2 separate regions of the Pan troglodytes genome follow, and region 2 is linked to region 1. Evidence: chromatin contacts called from public capture Hi-C data. All regions are on one chromosome and are shown on one strand. The core of a region is the stretch at or near the end of the contact, and the rest is flanking DNA. Distances in the headings are between cores, read along the strand shown.

Region 1 (5,710 bases), core at 1,283-3,782:
TTCTTTCTTTCTTCTTTTCTCTTTCTCTCTCTCTCTCTCTTTCCTTTCCTTCCTTCCTTATTATTTTTTTTTTTTAGACGAAGTCTTGCTCTGTTGCCCAGGCTGGAGTGCAATGGTGCGATCTTGGCTCACTGCAACCTCTGCCTCCCATGTTCAAGTGATTCTCCTGCCTCAGCCTCCCAAGTAGCTGGGATTACAGGCACCCGCCATCATGCCTGGCTAATTTTTTGGTATTTTTGTAGAAATGGGATTTCACCATGTTGGTCAGGCTGGTCTTGAACTCCTGACCTCAGGTGATCCACCTGCCTCGGCCTCCCAAAGTGCCAGGATTACAGGCGTGAGCCACCACACCTGGCCCAAACTTTTTCTTTCGCAGTGGAAGCTGGGAGGAAGGTGAGGAGAGGTGGAGTGAAGCTGAGTGGAATTGTAGGGTAGGTTGATCTTGACCAGTGGAGCTACGACTGCTGAGTGATACCGCTTGGAGTTTTTTTGTGAACCTAGGTTCTGCCTGGCTCTCCTGTCCACTCTGATGGAGGCACCTGTGGTTCCCAGGATAGGTTATTCTTTCCAGTGGACCGTATTAGCTGTGAATGTGTTTGCACAGATCTCCAGAAGCAAATACTTGGGAAAGAAGCCTCAGTCAGCTGCAGAGAATTTTGCTTCTTACCACCAACCTGGACTTGCAGGTAGGAAGTTGGCCTGGGGTCAAGCCCAGCTGTGGAGGAAATTGCATTACAGCTGCAGCCCGATTGGACTGATGAAAGTGCAGACCATGGTGGATGACAGGGTCTCGCTGAAAACCAGTGTTGACAGGGTGTGGCTAGTTTCTGTTTAACAGATAGTGTCGCAAATCTGTGTGCATCGATTGATTCATGCATATTTAATGTTGAATGTTACGAGTATGGAAGGGTTTCTTTTGGAAATTGGTGCATCACAGATGTTGTATCGTCCAGTCTCCTCATTTTGCTGGTGAGGAAATTGAGGCTTGGAGAGAGTAGGATGATGTCTTGGAGTTTCACAGCCAGGTAGCTGCTGAGTTACTCAGAGACCTGGAACTCTTGGCCAGTACCCCTAGGAGGGAGCATGTGGCAGATTTGAGACATGAGTGAAGGGCCATGGGTGAGCCTCTTCAGCTTCCTGTGCCTCAGGTTCCCATCTTGTAAAATAAAGGAGTTGTGCTAGGGTTTCATCTCTTAGACATCAGCTCTAACATTCTACGATCCTCCCTGTACACATGCTGGCTTTTCCATTTTCAATTATTCTAAACCACGATTGTTTGACTGATTCCTTAAAATCAAATACTGCTGAGTGCCATTACTTTCATTTGCCCATCATTAAAATCTAAAGGACAATTTCTTAGTTGATTTCAAAATGATCCATTATGTAACAAGGACAAAAGTTAAAACTTGCCATAGGTCCAATTAATTATGTAAACTATCAGTTGACAAAACAGCAGCTAATGGAAATATTTTGCCTAATAATCTCCAAGTTACCATTATGTTAAGAGCAGTAGCAAGTGTGGCACATGTGGCTCACCTAAATAGGTGTAAAATATACACACCTTATATGAATGAATTAGTCATAGCAAAACACAAACAACGGACATTGGAAAGTGAGTTTCAAATGCAAGGCAGTCCTCAGGCTCCCATATTAATTAATTTTGCTTTGTCTTTTATGGCATTAGAGATTCACTGTTATACATGGCATACTTTTGTAACTTAATCCAATTACAAAGATCTTGAAAGGAGATTCTATTAGCTCCCTTGACCACCCATTTCAGGATTGTAACAGTTTTGCTTACCTGGGCTCTCAGTATAACTGAGGCTCATTTGATTATCACTCTACCCATGGGTGGATACTCAGGGTTGTTCAGAACCAGGAAGGCTGGTAGGAGTTGCAGAATTTATTTAGCCTCAGGTCTTTGGTGTTGCTGAATCAACCCAGATTTGTAGTAAACTCTAAGAGGCAGGTTAGCACTGGGCACTTGGGAACAGAACCCCTATGGACAAGGAGCAACAGACGATACTGGTGAGATGGCAGGCATAACAGGGTTAAAGACCTAATGGAGACCCCTAACGAGGCATTCAGCTGGATCTACATTAGCTCTGGAGGCAACCACCAGGACCACTTTGGACCTTATGCGTTTTATACCATGTGAATGTATTTCTATTAATATAAGTAAAATAATTTTAAGAAAAAGAAGGAAAGGGCATGCCCACCTGCTCTGTCATGCTGTTTGTCTCTGGCAGAGAGGCAGGTGCTCTGGAAGGAGCTGGCAGCCTGTGATGACCTAGAATGGCCACTTGGTGGCAGTGTTTCACTTTAATTGGCCCAAGGCAACCCGACCTGGTTTTATGAACTTCTCGCTGCGGATTTCTGGGACCCGCCCTCAAGGTTCAATTTATAGGCCTCGAGTGAAGATGCAAAATAGGATCCTGAGTGGAAAGTAATGGCTGTAACAGATATCCTCTGGCTCCTCCCTGTCTTCTTTCCCATTAGAACATCTCCCATCTAAGAGCTGCTTAGCAGGAGACAGGGGTCAATATCACAGAGGCCGGATCAGAGGCAGAAGCTGGGCTGCTTTAGGTCTGACACCGTGTGAGGGACCTGAAGGCAAGGAGCGTGGCTGCATCTGCCAGGCACGGGTGCTCAGGGGTGCTGCGAGTCCCCCAGGCCAAGGACGGGGCGTGCATTCATGGAGAGTGTTTGGCTGTCTTCTTTCCCGTGCTGGCGCGTTTCCAGGGGCCCACTCTTTCTGAGGGGTCTCTCAGGGAGGGCGTGGCTGTGAAAAGTGAGAGAGGAAGCCGCAGGGATGTCACCTTCGGCCGGTTACAAAGCCCTTCTGGGCCACGTTCTCCTTTGTGGGATTGGGACGTTGATCCACTTCAGAGGCTCCCAGGCCCCCAGTTCAGGGCTGTCCCAGAATCACCGGAGGAATAAATTAACACAGATTCCGGGGCCCCGCCACTGCTCAATCTATTCTATGGGTCTAGTTGGGAGCCCCGGAATCTGTGGGTTTAATAAACCCCAGAAGAACCCAATGAAGTTTGGAATCCAATGGTTAGGGGTGCTTTTTTGGATTCCTTCTAAGTGAGAAATTGTGACTGTGGAAGTGATGACTCACTGTGAAGCACACGGGCCCTGAAATCCACCCCTTCAAGCTGTTGATCTTTGTATGCATTTATTTCCTCAAGATGTTGCTGGCTCTTCCCGGGCCGGGAAGCAGATGCTGTGCCCGGTAAGGCCCGTCCTTCCAGTCCAGCCTTTACCACCCATGCGGAGTGAGGGTGAGGGCTCCAAAGGTGCTTTTGACCCTAATGTCATAACCATGGGGGTGGACACAGATGTAAACTCGAAACTCTTCTTATTATTGAAAAATGTAAATATATACAAAAGTAAAGAGAATAGTATAATGAATCCTTATTTATCCACTACTTAGATTCAACAATTATCAAGATTTTGCCACATAGCTCTTATTCACATGCCAAGGGGGAGAAAAGAAGATTTTGCTATAGAAAAATTATCATACTTTCATTTTTTGTGTTTGTCTTTGCTGAAATTTTCGCTTGAAAAAGGCAAATATCCAGGTTTCTAGTCATTTCCGCCTACACGGGGCATTTCTTCTGTGCCTTTATTACATGTTAATAATAACTTCTCAGGCCGGGCATGGTGGCTCATACCTGCAATCCCAGGATTTTGGGAGGCTGAGGCTGGAGGATTTCTTAAGCCCAGGAGTTCAAGACCAGCCTGGGCAACATAGTAAAACCCCATCTCAATAAAGATATTTTTAAAAATATTAAAATTGTTTTTTAAAAGAGAAAATAAATAATAACTTCTCAATATCATATAATTCTGACCCATACTCAAATTCCTCCAGAATTAGCTCAAAAATGTCTTTTGACATTTGATTTGAGGTCTAGGCTTCTGAGGTTATCTCCTAATGTCTCCCAATACATGCATTTGCAAAGATGCATTGAAGGGGTTGGACATTTAAAACATAGCACAACTTTTTAGCCTGAAACACACACAGAGCCCTGCAGAAAAGTGAAGTTGAGATCCTCACAGGTTCTGAGTTAGAGGGGCCTTGGAGATTATTCAGCTCACCCTTTCCTCAGTACTGGAGTCCTTTGATAGGATCAGGACTACTGTACATTTGGTATTGAAATTGCTCTTGCAAAATTATGACGGTAAGAAATCTAAGGCCAGGCGCAGTGGCTCACGCCTGTAATCCCAGCACTTTGGGAGGCTGAGGTGGGCGGATCACCTGAGGTTGGGAGTTTGAGACCAGCCTGACCAACATGGAGAAACCCCATCTCTACTAAAAATACAAAATTTTCTGGGTGTGGTGGTGCATGCCTGTAATCCCAGCTACTCAGGAGGCTGAGGCAGGAGAATTGCTTGAACCTGGGAGGCGGATGTTGCAGTGAGCCGAGATCATGCCATTGCACTCCAGCCTGGGCAACAAGAGCGAGACTCTGTCTCAAAAAAAAAAAAAAAAGAAATCTGATACAGTTGACTCCATCTTACTTCTGACCTCCAAGCTGTCCTTGGTCATTCATGAGCGTATGCCAAGCTAACTTTGGGAAGAATTTAGTTTATAGTTTAACCTTAAAGCAGAGATGATAATATCCCTTCTACAAACTAAATCGCCTTTGTAAAACTAACAAAAGTCCACAATGTTAGGATTATGAGAGGCCTGAGTTCTGATAAGAAGGGCATAATTTCTATAATACCTTGCTGCTCAAGGGTCATGTGGCCAGAGGTCACAAGATTTATGACTTTCCCAATTGCTCCTGTAGATAACATCACCATTGTAGAACCTAAGATTGTTGTTGTTGTTTTTTTTTTTTTTTGAGGCGGAGTCGCCCAGGCTGCAGTGCAATGGCTCAATCTCAGCTCACTGCAACTTCTGCCTCCTGAGTTCAAGTGATTCTCCTGCCTCAGCCTCCCGAGTAGCTGGGATTACAGGCACCTGCCACCACGCCCAGCTAATTTTTGTATTTTTAGTAGATACGGGGTTTCACCATGTTGGCCAGGCTGGTCTTTAACTCTGGACCTCAGGTGATCTGCCCACTTTGGCCTCCCAAAGGGCTGAGATTACAGGTGTAAGCCACTGAACGCAGCCTGATCTTTCAAGATATCTTTCAGACTGACCCCACCTGGACTCATGACTCATGACTCAGCTGATCCTGTGGCCCCACCCAGAGGCAGATTCAGCACACAAGGACCATTTTCCACACCCCCATGATTGCATCCCCACCAATCAGCAGCACCCATTCCCAAGCCCCTGCCCATCAAATTGTTCATAAAGCTCCTAACTTCCAAGCCTTCAGGGAGACTGATTTGAGTGATAACTCCAGTTCTCCTGTGTGAGCTGGCCTTGTGTCAATTAAACTCTCTCTACTGCAATGCTGTTGTCTCAGTGGGTTGATTTTTTCTGTGCAGCAGGTAGGAAGAACCCATCGAGTGGTTACAGCATTTACTCAGGCTCTCCAGTGGCCCAGTGGAGAAAGAGTAGGTTTGGAGTAGAGAGGATCGTTAGCCACCTGACCCTTGGTGAATCACTTAACTTCTCCAAGGCAGAACACTCTAGCATTGAAAGGTAGAGTGGAGGCTCTCAACAGATTTCCATGGAACCATCCCTGCAGCTTGACTCGCTTGCCGTCCACCCTGTGAGCTGATGGGTGCCTGTGGCTTGCAGCACAGAGTT
Region 2 (5,710 bases), core at 827-3,326, 850 kb after region 1:
ACAAGTTCCCTCTGAAGTTTAAGCTATACTCTCCTTCCTCTTGTATTTCATAGACCCCTGGAACTCCAAAGGAGCATTAGAACCACGTCGTCTTCACTTTTCAAGAGGGGTTTTAACTAGTTAAAGTTAAACAGCTCATGGTTGGCAAAGTATGACTCCATTCAGATCTCTTGCCTCAGGACTGCTCTAGGCCCCTGAAGAAACTCTCACCTGATTTCATTAAATGAAAAGATCTAAAGACTTAAGAGGGTCAATTGGGGTGTGTATAAGTGTTAGCCAGCAGCAATCAAAATACAATTATTGTATAATCCTAATTCATTAAAAATAAAAATTCTCTTCATCATCTACTTGTTTTTCCTTAGCTATTAATATTTCACAAAGTCATTCATTTTGAACATTTTCCCTTTCTTGTGACGTTAATTATCTAACCAAGATCCTCTACCTTCATTAAAATCAGCAGGGTTTCCAGTAAGTGATAATGGACTTGATATTTTTCTAAGTATAAGTTTATGTGTATGCATATGTATATTTATATATCCATATGCATATATGGATATAGAAATAGTATTTTCACATCTAGAACAGAAAATTGGCCAATATTTGAAATACAAATGCCTTTACATTTAGGCACAAAAATATCTTATACTAATAATAATAGTAATATTTAAGCAGAGTGTTTGACCTGCAAATATTCTCATTGAGTATTTGCGGAACAAATAAACTTGGCGAGCATCCCTTCTGATTAAAAATAGGATTCTAATTTGTAAAATTTTAACTTGCATTTAGTCACTGGGCTTTTAGTTGTGACTGATAATACATCAATTATATGTAAAATATCCTAAAGCTTCTGATGTGCGAGCAAAAACAGGTCTAAAACACTGGAAAGAGACAAAACTTTCTGGAAAAAAAGACGTTCAGATATTCTTGAGAAATACTTTGAGGCTTAAAAAAAATGACAACATATTCAGAAAGATAAAGCAGGAACTACATCATTTTACCAAGATAAAGTGAAATAGACCAATGGATTTGATCCCACTATATTAGTAGTGCAATGTGAGGACAAGAGAAATTCACTGTCATCTACCTGTCCCAGAAGACACCAGCAAATGCATACTTAGAATCTTACACTATTTCAGGGAGTCCAGTTAATCAACCCTTCCAGTTAATCAACACTTCCAGCCCATAGGAGTATGTGTGTGTGTGTATGTGTATATATATATATATATATATATATATATATATATACATATGTCTTGTGTTTTTAGATTATCTTTCTTTTAAACTTTGTGCATTGGAAAGTTCTGTGAGAGCCCAAATTTCATAGCCTCCAGATAAACCTAACACTGAGCCCTAGATCCTAGGTCAATATTGACATATGCTGTTGCTGAGCTCCAACAGAAAAGATAAAGATGGTTTATATCCAAGTCTGACACCACAACAAACCACATCTTTTCCTAGTGGCATTCCAACAAACTAGAATCATCATGATGCAATCAGAGAAGCACTGTTTATTAATAAATGCTTTTATCACTGTTTTCTCATGTGGCAGGTCAATATAAAAAGCAGCATAAAAATAAATTAGCTAAGGATATGAGATCTTCCTTTCAGAAATAATATTCCACAGAAGGTTTAATGTCTGCCACTCAACTCAGGGCTGAATCCCTCAGGTCTCTCCCACACTGAGGGAGCCATATCTGCCCTGCAGGGGAGCTTGCTCTTCTGGTGAAAGAATGCTTCCCAGGCCTTGCAGTTTCAAAACTGACTTAGGGAATGTGTTTGATAAGATAGCAGATCATCTGCTCAGGCAAGGTGTAAAGCAAGTAGCAGCAGACCAAAAACTGAAATGAAACTTGCCCCATCACCGTGAAGCAAAACATGTGTCAGCTAAGCACCTTGGGACTCAGTAAATGGCCCTGCACCTAGAGCATTTACAAATGCAGCAACTTTCTCACTGCACTTTCAAATGGGAGAGTTTCCTGATCCCTCTCGCTGGATGTGCAACAGGGTTATGGCTTGCCTGTTCAGTCGCTCAAGCCCCTTGTGGGAGGGGGAGCACGCAGATGGGCAGGTGCAGAGGCCAGGGTGAGCGCTTTGGGCTCCGGCCCCATGGTAGTGTCTAGGGGTGGGTGCCTGCAACCTCAGTGTTACAATGCTGTCTTAGCCTTGCTGTCCGTAGGTGACTTTTTTGCAAGGGCAGAGGGCCAGTGTGACAGTTTCTGTATCCCCAGCTGTTGCCCAAGGTCCCAGAAGAATTGGGTCACGCACGGACTTGAGGGATGAATGCAAGGTTTTATTGAGTGTTGGAGGTGGCTCTCAGCAGGATGGATGAGGAGCCAGAAGGGAGAGATGGAGTGGGAAGGTGATCTTCCCTTGGTGTTGGGTCATCCAGTGGCTGAATTCCTCTCCAGCCACCCCTGGCCAAACTCCTCTCAGCATTCAGGCATTCCTTCTCTTCTCTCTGTCTCTGCTGTGTTGTTCCACTGTTTGTCTGCTTGTCTCATCTCCTTGTCTGCTGGTCTCCTCTGGAGCCTGGGGTTTGGGGTTGATATAGGTACAGGATAGGGGGCATGGTGGGCCAAAAGGCAATGATTTGGGCCTGAAAACAGGAATGCCTGTTCTCATTTAGGGCCATGGGTATCCAGGCTTGAGGGTGGGGCCTTTGCCAGGGAACCACCCTCTTCTACCCAGTATTTCCCTGTCTCCTGTTTGTATCACTTTGAAGGGGACAAACCATGTGTTGGACACTGGCTGTGACACTGGCGTGCTGTCCATGAAGCTCTTTCATTCCTTCATATATACTAAGCTCTCCAGAAAATGTCAAGGCACAGAAGATGCCAAAAAATTGTCCTGCAAGGTCCTTACCAAGCTTTTCTTTATCCTATCTTCGTGACTCCAATCACATCAACCTCTCTCTCCCGAAACCCTCAAATGACTTTGGACCTGAGATATTTGCATTTACCTTTTCTGCTTCACCCTATTTATTGTCCTTGTGCATGTGTGGTCTTTTGTCATCTCCTGGTCACCCCCCTCTACTCACAGGGCTTCAGGTATCAGCCTCCAGTTCTCATTTGGGCAAGCCCTGCTAATCAGCCCTCTCAGGGTTCATTGTAGGGCTTTGGTCTGAGAGATAGGACGAGGTGTTGGTTTATCCCACTAGGCTTGAGCCCTGGAGGAATTGTCCCCAAAGAGCCTGAGAATGAAGACAATGCAGGGAGGACGACAGTGCCCAACTGAGAGACAGAGAAATATTGAGATCTGGTGGCTTATTGTCAGGCCTGAAGTTAGCTTGAAACTTTAACAGAAGTTAAGAGACAGTCAATTCCTATGTTTTGCCTAAGCCAATTCTAGCTGAGTTTTCTTTTGTTGCAATTGAAGCATCTCACTGATATATGTGTGCCATATTTTCTCAGCATATTTTAACCTCCTCAAAGACAGAACCCTGTTAAGTGCTCTCCCATAGCCTTAGTCTGATACAAAGTACATGGTAGTTATTCAAAAATGTGTTGCTTCATCTGTCTTCTGGATTGTTCTATTCCATTTAGTACTGAAACTAGAAAGCAGGCATAAATTTATAATGCCCATGGCAAACCCACTTTGTGGCTACAGTGAGTCCGGTGCTCCCCAAGTCAGGCACCGATTCTGAATTCTCAACATCCTACCTAATGCTGGCCACTCCTACCTCTTTACCATGTTATTCAAAACTCACAATCCAAATTGGGATTGACATAAACAAATGATCATATTTCTATTTTGAAGTCACTTTATATTTTATTTATATGTATATATGTATATTAATATTTTCTTTATAAGTATATTTTCTTTATATGTATAATATTTTCTTTATATGTATATGTGAACCCCAAAATAAAGACACATAGGGATTTCCTATAAAATTCTGGCCCTATAATCACTTCTTTTCACAGATGGGACAGTTGTAAACCCAAATTCCCACGAATTTCACCAGATAATGTGTTTCATTAAATTTTGCCCCATAGAATAATGCATTTACTCCAAATTCCAGGACAATTCAATATGCATAAAGCACTCTTTCTACAAATATAAATTAAGGAGTTAATAAATAAATATATATTTATTTATGATTATATTTTTATATATAAATATATATAACTATATATACATATATGTGTATATATACATATATAATGTGTGTTTGTGTGGGTGTGTAGATGGTAGATGGCCACTGAGATGACCACAGGGTCTCCTTAATCAGAAAAGCAAACCATTCACTTTGACCATATTCAAAACCCACTGGAGCCTACTGCATTATGAGTTGTTTTTCAGTTTGTCTGAAGCCACAGCCCTTCACTGAACATCCTCGCTTTGGCCATCTTTGTAAAATGTCACTTTGGCTCTCTTTGTAAAATGTTGACTCTTTCAGGCATTATTCTCCACCATTCAATGTTTGTTGGTGACTGCTGTATCAGGCAGTGTTTCCAGGAGCAGAGGCTATAGTGGTGAAAAAGGTAGCCAAGGTCCCAGCCCTCACAGAGTTTATATTGCAACAAAAATAATAGGCAATAAATAAGCAACTAAATGATTATGATCACTTCAGATAGTGGTAAATATTAGGAGAAAAATAAAACAGAATGATATGAAGGAGGGTGACTGAGAAGTGTGGGAGTTTCACTAGGTAATCCATTCTGAACTATGGTATTATGCTGTTGACTCCCGCTTGAAAATCTATATATGTGGAGGCCTTGGCTGTCTTTTCTTTGACTCCATGTCAAAAGACCTTTCTTGACTTACGGTGAAAGGTACAATTTCCATTTAACTGGAAATTGTCTGCTGTCCTTTTTGTTTTTCTTTCTACACCTTCCTTCCACAGAGAGAATCCCTTTTCTGTTTTTTGTTGTTGTTGTTGTTGCTGTTCGTTTTTTTTATTATACTTTAAGTTCTGGAATGCATGTGCAGAATGTGCAGGTTGTGACATAGGTATACATATGCCATGGTGGTTTGTTGAACCCATCAACCTCTCACCTACATTAGGTATTTCTCCTAATGCTATCCCTCCCCTAGTCCCTCAAACCACGACAGGCCCCAGTGTGTGATGTTCCCCTCCCTGTGTCCATGTGCTCTCATTGTTCAACTCCCACTTATGAGTGAGAACATGCAGTGTTTGGTTTCCTGTTCTTGTGTTAGTTTGCTGAGAATAATGGTTTCCAACTTCATCTATGTCCCTGCAAAGGACACGAACTCATCCTTTTTTTATGGCTGCATAGTATTCCACGGTGTATGTATGCCACATTTTCTTTATCCAGTCTATCATTGATGGGCATTTGGGTTGGTTCCAAGTCTTTGCTATTGTGAATAATGCCGCAATAAACATACGTGTGCATGTGTCTTTATAGCAGCATGATTTATAGTCCTTTGGGTATATACCCAGTAATGAGATGGCTGGGTCAAATGGTATTTCTAGTTCTGTTTGCCATGTGTGGGCTGCACCCACTGTCTAAGCAGTCCCAATGAGATAAGCTGGGTACCTCAGTTGAAAATGCAGAAATCACTCACGTTCTGTGATGATCTTGCTGGGAACTGCAGACCAGAGCTGTTATTCTGCCATCTTGCCAGCCGCCGAGAGTCCCTTTTCCTTCCTTTGGAGGGCTTCTGCAGGAGCGGGGGGTGGGGCAGTGGGGTCCTGGTGCCTCTTTCAAGTATAATACTGAATTACAGACTTGTTGCACTAATTGTA

Evidence for each region. Capture Hi-C pulls out chosen DNA fragments and counts their contacts.
Region 2: a contact with region 1 is called in a capture Hi-C map of stem cell-derived neural stem cells, with 4 times the contacts expected there. The contact joins two enhancer-like sites. A contact is called at or near these places in 4 of 7 Hi-C or Micro-C datasets (blood, induced pluripotent stem cells and stem cell-derived neural progenitor cells) and 1 of 1 other capture datasets (stem cell-derived neural stem cells).

The regions. Positions count from the first base shown.
Region 1 is chr11:74,859,674-74,865,383 of NHGRI_mPanTro3-v2.0_pri, forward strand. No RefSeq gene overlaps it. Among named protein-coding and RNA genes, the nearest start is that of SLC28A3, 58 kb to the left of the region's middle. Within about 2 kb of position 2,533, at least 9 of the 24 cell types and tissues checked have an H3K27ac peak or open chromatin away from gene starts, as enhancers often do. A contact at or near this core is called in stem cell-derived neural stem cells, where this site is marked.
Region 2 is chr11:75,708,330-75,714,039 of NHGRI_mPanTro3-v2.0_pri, forward strand. The region is part of intron 2 of LOC104007909 (a long non-coding RNA gene); the gene reads right to left. Among named protein-coding and RNA genes, the nearest start is that of AGTPBP1, 480 kb to the right of the region's middle. Within about 2 kb of position 2,077, at least 2 of the 24 cell types and tissues checked have an H3K27ac peak or open chromatin away from gene starts, as enhancers often do. A contact at or near this core is called in stem cell-derived neural stem cells, where this site is marked.